2 separate regions of the Columba livia genome follow, and region 2 is linked to region 1. Evidence: chromatin contacts called from public Hi-C data. All regions are on one chromosome and are shown on one strand. The core of a region is the stretch at or near the end of the contact, and the rest is flanking DNA. Distances in the headings are between cores, read along the strand shown.

Evidence for each region. Hi-C and Micro-C count contacts between places; a contact is called where the count stands out from the background.
Region 2: a Hi-C map of liver shows a contact between it and region 1, with 3 times the contacts expected there. The contact joins the promoter of LOC106145794 here to the enhancer-like site in region 1. A contact is called at or near these places in 2 of 2 Hi-C or Micro-C datasets (crop and liver).

What each region holds. Positions count from the first base shown.
Region 1 is chr1:136,149,105-136,152,751 of bColLiv1.pat.W.v2, reverse strand. No RefSeq gene overlaps it. Among named protein-coding and RNA genes, the nearest start is that of BHLHE41, 13 kb to the left of the region's middle. Within about 2 kb of position 2,006, at least 1 of the 3 cell types and tissues checked has an H3K27ac peak away from gene starts, as active enhancers do.
Region 2 is chr1:136,537,946-136,541,329 of bColLiv1.pat.W.v2, reverse strand. LOC106145794 (dystroglycan 1) reads right to left here and starts at 1,921. Exons shown (of 6, transcript XM_021293900.2): 1 at 1,783-1,921; 2 at 1,286-1,601; 3 at 581-822. The coding sequence starts at 1,537.

The DNA of each region.
Region 1 (3,647 bases), core at 757-3,256:
TTAGGGGACTGAAAGCACTGAGATTGGTTGGTTTTTTCCAGTACAGCAAACTCTTACAGATGCTCTGAGTTTGACACACAGGTGGTTTGCTTGGTCTGTCATGCTGAGTGCACTACAATCGGGATCCCGGTTTCCAGAGTGAGATCAGGAAGGAGGTACCTGTAGAAGGGTAGGTATAAACATGAGTAGGAAAAAACTATTTAATATTAGACTGCTTAAAAAATAGAAAAGGTATGATGAGTAGGCAAGAACTGCCTATTATAGGTGCTACCAAGGTAACTGAAGAGTACCAGAAAGTGTGTGGGCAAGGGTCAGAGTTAAGGCTGCCTGGGCATCCTTCAACATCTCCTGACATCTGAAGGACAAGGAGTTATCACGGCCTAACAAGCTGCCATCATTAGATAATCCTTGTGGGCATTCCTAGTCCATCTGCAAAGAAAAAAGTGATTGTGTAACCCCAGGCTGCGTGTGTTCCTGCTCCTTGGCATAACAGAGAAATTTTATATTTGGTTTGCAGTTTGTTCTATAGACCAGCAGAATAAGAAGGTAAAACTATATCCACCTGTCTGCAAAACGTGAAGTGGTTTTGCGAAATGCCTGACACAACTGGTCATAGTGCCAATTCCAGTGTTGTAAATTACAAAGTAAGCACAGTTACTTAAAATGACCTTTGAGAGTAATCTCTGTGCCATGGCCCAGGAGCCATCTATGGGAAGCGTGCTCCCATCACTGTCCTGCCAGGCCCAGAAGGTATTTCCAGGAGTCCAGCTCTTTGCTGTGATTGCTGAACATGCTGACTCTGCAGTAACTATTTTTAAAAGTACACAGTAGTGTCGTGGGGTTGCTTGAGTTTAGTAACCCCAGGGCAATACATTCAAAGGGGTAGAGGGCAACTCAGATGCCTGTCGAAGTCAATGAGAAGGTACCGCGTGTCCCCTCACAGAACGGTTCAGAGAATGGTTGGGGTTGGAAGTGACCTCTGGAGATCATTTTGGTTTGCTCAGAGATCACCTGCACCTTCTTCAGGAACAAAGCTGCCTGGTCTGGAATGACACTCTGGTAAAGTTACCCTAGCATTTTCCCTAGTGGGTACAGTCAAATAATTTGTATTTGTACAAGCCTGTAAAGAGGGATCTCCTCCCTTTCCTCAGATGGTCCCAATGAGTCCACGTGACAGTGCCTTTGAGATGCACACTTGCCCCTTTGACTGAAGGCACCTCCACATTACAGGAGAGTCTCAAGCTTCTGGCTGGTCCAGAAGGAGCAGAGAGGCAGTTCTGAACCACTGCTTCATGGCTGCATGCTGCACAACTACGTGCTGCACAGGAACCGTTTTGATCTATGCCTGTTGTCAGTACCATGAGGTAGCTGGAATTGCAATTCAGCCATGCAGCAGTGAATTGTAGCAAGAACACCACTGTGAAATGGCAACTTCTTTGCATGTACAGTTTCAAACCACTAAAGTTTCATGGGTGGCTTCAAATCTAAATATAATCACAGTTTGCTCTTTCCAGTTTTGGTGCACAGCTTTATTAGCAAAACAGGTAATTTGCGGGTGCTGACAAGAGAAGCAATAAGCTAAGTACTGTTACCTGAAAAAGAAATCAGAACAGAGTCAAATTTTAACCCCAACCACAACCACCCCAGAACTGCATCACTCAGATGAAGTCCCTCTTACTAATACCCCACAGTTACCTTTTCACCTTCTGGCTTTAATCAGACATGGAGGAAGTGAAATGCAGTGAGCCCATCTGCTGTGCATCAGAGAGCGTGTGCGTTTATTTCTATAGCCACAATGAGATGGAGCAATGCCAGGAAAATTTCCCTTATTCTTAGTTCAGGCTCTAAGAATATTTTGCATCCCAAAGGTGAAAAACCGATGGAGGTAACTAGAGTCTTGATGATCTGCATGACAAGAAAACACAAACCTGACACTTTATCATAGAATAGCTTATTATTGTTGTTAATTTTGACTTCCCCACTTTGCAGTCCCTGACAAAAAATTTAAAACAAATGGGCTTAATTCTACAAGGAACTGAACTCTTGCAGATGCTGAAGCCAGTGTGCTAAAATCAATGGTAGATGAGAACACTCATTTTGCAGAGTAAAGCTTTAAGTTTAAAACAGGCTAATTAGATCTCAAAGGTAAAAGCTTTATTGTTCAAACCTGGTGTAATGCTTGCAAAATGAAAGATTAAGTGTAACTTCTTTTGAAGTGCTTAGATTGTTTATTTTGGAAGGGAGATAAGTCCTCTGCTACCAGGAAGAGGTTTAACCTTTGGCTGAAGGTTTAGGGATAGCTTCCCATCCTAGAAGGTTATTTTGGTAACTTCAGACCAGGGTGCTGTTTACCATTGAGCTGCCTGTGCCCATTCAGCTCTTGCTATGGAGCTAGAGGCTGAATGCTAGGCCAGCCGGCCCTCCAGCCTCACTGAACCATAGTTGGACAACTCTGTATTTCTGTGTGATCAGAAGAGACTTTTCAGCGGAAGATCCATATATAAATGTGGGTACACAGAGACAAAGGGCAGATACTAATTCTGTTATGACCCTATGGAAACTTGCTTAGTTTCCCAAGCAGACAAAAGGGATAATGATATTCAATGACTGCACTACACACACATATATGTGTGTGCATATATGAAAAATGTATATGCTTGAGATCACTGTTATTCAATGATAATAACATAAGAAGACCGATTTTATTTCTTGGGAATGTTAGGTTGTGTTCCAATGAACAAAGACACGTTAAACAAGTAATTTCACTAGGCAGTCGTGCTTCTCAGGCTACTGAGCCCGGTTTTGTGGTTGCTCACAGCACCCAAAGTATGTGCTTGTCCTGTGTGACTGCACACCTGGCACAGGACAAGTCCAGTTTTCTTACCAAAGGTGAGACATGTTCCTAGAAGCAGGTACTTCCTGCTGTACGGTTCCTCAGATCACCATGGTCAAAGGTAGCAGCAAGAACTTTATTGAGTAGGACATGAGATAAAATGCCACACGACAAATTATTAATTGCTTTGTCAAATGTCAGCAGCTGCACCAATTATTACCTAAATGAGTTCAGATGGCAACACCTTAAAATGATCTTTAGTCTCAAAACTGAGTGGTAGGGCTGAATCTCTGTGCTCAGGTATGTTGAAGGGTGCTCATTCTTTGCAGGTCTCCAGAGGAAGTGCAACTGAGTTGTTTGTTAGTTAATTAACTTTATTTGGAACACGTAGAAAATATTTTGGAATCAGAAAATGACCAAAAAAGGCACCCTCCTACAGTTCTAACTTGCGCACTTTCTTTCTTCAGCCCCTAATAGCAAAGGGCACTTAGGTATCTACAGACAACCGTGGCAGCCTGTCATGGTTGATTACTACTTGCACACACATTGTTAGATCATCAGACTTGTGGAAACACCAGAACATTTAGGACCACCAAGCAAATCTCAGCCTGCTCAGTCAATTGTTTCTATTGATTAGGTACAGCACACTCCCAAGTAGCACTTGCAAAAGGATTTAGGCTGCCTCTTGAAATAGCATCGCTTTGCAAGAAGAGTAGGGTTGAACAAAAGTTGAAATTAGAGGCTTTTTATTCCTTTACCTGCCACTTTCCTTTTTACTCCTTTAGAAAAAGTAATCAATTTAAAGCTAAACAAG
Region 2 (3,384 bases), core at 672-3,171, 390 kb before region 1:
TTCAGTGAGCACTAAGTCTGATCCCCTTGCTTGCGTAGAACACAGCAGCATGGTCTGAATTTACCAGACACCATCTTCCTTATGTGGACTTGGAAGCAATTTGCTTAATAGATATTCCCAGTTCATTAGACATCAAATGTAGGTACTTGCACTAAGTACCATCAGTGGAAATAGACAGTGTCATGTGGAGGTGATTCAGGGCTTTACTGGGAGTCTGCCTTTCTCCTTGTGGACAGAAGAGCTCCAGTTCCTAACTGGGGCAAGGAGGGTCGATGCCGCTGTTCCAATGGCCACCTGGAGAATCAGTGCCCCAGTGCCGCTGGGCTTGCAGTCTTTGTGCCCATGCTTGCTGTGCTCTACCACTCTGGTGCAACGAACCCTCCTGCTTTTAGATTCAATGTGTGCTCATTCAATAATTTTGTGGTTTTGGTTTTTGTTACCCTGACATCATATTTCTATGGTAGAAAAAAAAACCCGACCTGTGTCAGTTATGGAGTACCCACCTAATTTTTTTTAAAGCTTTCTTTTTTTTCCTCCCCACTAACTATGGCAAAAGCAGTTGGAAGCCAGCAGTACTCACTGGTAGCTGTTCAGCATGTGGTTCAAGCTCGCCTCCGTGTCCAGGAATAAGATGCCATCCTGAACGTGGATGGTGAAATTTCCAGCCACTCCTGGTGTTTTCTGGGCACGTGTCCTTCCAGAGGCAGCAATGCACAGCAGGTACACTCCGCTCTCCCCTGCCATTGGCAGTCCTTGCAGAGTGTGTGTATTGGGGTTGAAGTCCAACCATTTTGGCAAATCTGCACCACTGGCTAAAGTCACCTGCTCCACAGAAGAACAGCAGATAAGCAGAATTAGAGATAGGAAATGGAGCTACTACTCTAGTTTTACATATTTCAAGTTCTAACTGGACAGAAATACAGGAACAGCTGCGAAAACGATCCATTTAAATATCTAGGAACCACAGTGCCTTGATTTTTGTGTAGTGCTTGTATTCTGTGTTTTTTTAATGTAGTGGCAATGCTTACTGTCCATTTTTAAGACCCTGCATTCTTCAGACTGGGTAGATTAAATACATGTCGGGCAGTGGTTTTGTTTATTTGCTTCGTATGTAACTTCTGCATTGGCAGTGAATGATGGTGAGATTTTTGCCATCAGTTCTAGTTATTTCTAATACATCTGAGACACTTCTCTAGAAGGAGAGTTGTAACGAGTTAGTTTTAGACATTAAAAGAATGACTGTTTGCTGCAGGATTGTACCAAGGAGTGTATTTAATAGCATTACCTTGTACTGAGTTATCTTTCCCTGAAAGGCAAATACTGGCACTGGATAATAGAATATTTTTCCCGTCAGGACAGTTGCATTTGGGATTCCTTGCAGGCTCTTTGTTTCTTCATGTCTGTTATCTGATCCCTTGGCAACCACAGCAGGAGTGTTTACACACACAGATATCAGTGCAAAGACAAGAGGGAGCATGGGGGACCCCAAGGCAGGAAACCTGTCAGGGGTGCCCGTGGGGTCCCTGCGAGCATCCATCCTCACCCAGCTGCTGTACGGTGCTGCTGGCAGCCGCCTGCTGCTACTTCATCGTGCCTCAGAGCTGTGGGGGAACGACAAAAATCAAACCCATAAGCATGTCAGTCAACTTCATCTCGTGGGGAAGCAGAAAGCTGTCAAATGTGGCAGGGCTTGCACTGCCTCTGTTACAGGCCTGCTGGTCTGTTTGGGCCACAGTGACATCTGGGGAGAGCTTATAGGCTTTTAAAATTCTTGGTACTTACCACCTCTGCTCCGTTCAGTTGGAGGTTTTTCGTGAGAAAATGCCATGAAGTACAAAGCCAGTTCATAACGCTTTTTAACCCAGTTTCCTTTGGACTTGCTGTTGCTCCCATCTCTGCTTCTGTCGTGATAAAAGCCCACTTGGTCTCTAGGAGATGAAATGCTACACTAGGGCCTCATCAGGGGGGCCTTCAACATATGGCTTAGAGGAGAGCCAGACAAACAGCGCAGTAACCTGACCTGCCAGGATTTTGTGGTACAGTGGTAGCAAAGGGAAAGGTGAACATGGCATATGGCAAGCAAATTGTGAGAGTAGAGAGGCTGAGACTCAGTATCCCTTGCCTTGGAGCATCAAGGACTGGACTTTAGACTTGCTAAAATTGATGCTGCTTTTTTAAGTAGTAAAATAGTTCCTGTAGGTGTGGGGCTCAAACCTGTGAGTGGCTTCCAACTTTTAGATGAGAAGGGAGTACAGCATGCCTAGCATAACTTTATTTAAAAGCACACAATGGGAAAATACTTGTAGGCAGCAGCAGTGTCTACTTAACCAATTGATACAGCTGGAAAAGCACAAACAACCTTTTGAACTCAGACGAGTGCAGAAGCCATGCGGTGTCGTCTTGTCTTGTTACAGCTCTTACAGCAGGATGGCTTGAAACCCACAAACTACTTTGCGTTGGCTCTGCAAACTCAATGGCCATGTATCTAGGAATGAGGTCTTGCTCTGCTGTTTTTTAACAAGTATTATCTTCCATTTGTAGATGTGTTTGCAGTGCGCTTTGTAGTAGTTTCCAAGCCTTCTGTCATGCTTCATTGCCCAGATCCCTTCCGTTTTAGCAATGAATAGAGTATGCTTTGGATAGAGTGAGAAGCGGTAATGTAAATCAATGCTCGTAAGCATGCATATGGAAAGACAAAAAATGTGTAGTATCTCCTGAAATGCAGTGGCTTACTAAAGCCTGCAGTGTGTCCTGCTGGAAGTATACTCTGAAAAAAACAGAAAACCAGGTGTGCAGAGCTCAGTGAATGTGCTTGAGGTTATTGACCGCTTTTGGACAGAGATGAATCTGTATCCAGGTAAGTCTGTTTATATTGCAACCGTGATTGGCTCTGAATAATTCAAAAGTTGCATTTCTTTGATTATGTTCAGTAATGCTGAGAAACAATTAGCTGTGCTCAAATCTCCATTTTTCATTGTCAGTGTCTCCCATGTTCCTTTCTTCTGCGATCTCTAAAAACATAATGGCATGTCCTTGTTCACTGATTGCAAAACTATCAAAAGAGTGAGTAGGTGGTGGGGCAGAAGTTGGAGTTGGAGATGAGAACTTTTATTTAGAAAATATAATTCTTAAGCAAAGGGAATGGGTGCTTGACAGCTGACTAATCTCTCCTAATGAATTTGCATCCTGAGAGCTTAGTAAATATTGCCATGTAACCATGTATGAATCATCAGTGTGCTCTAGAATGATGGGAACACTCTGAGATCCCTTGTCACTATGAGCTGAAAGTGGCCAAAACCACCTCCCGAAGCACAACATCAGCACAACATCTGCCCCAATCCAGGGATCCAAAGCCCTCGGAGCTACCTGTGCATTTCAGGTGGG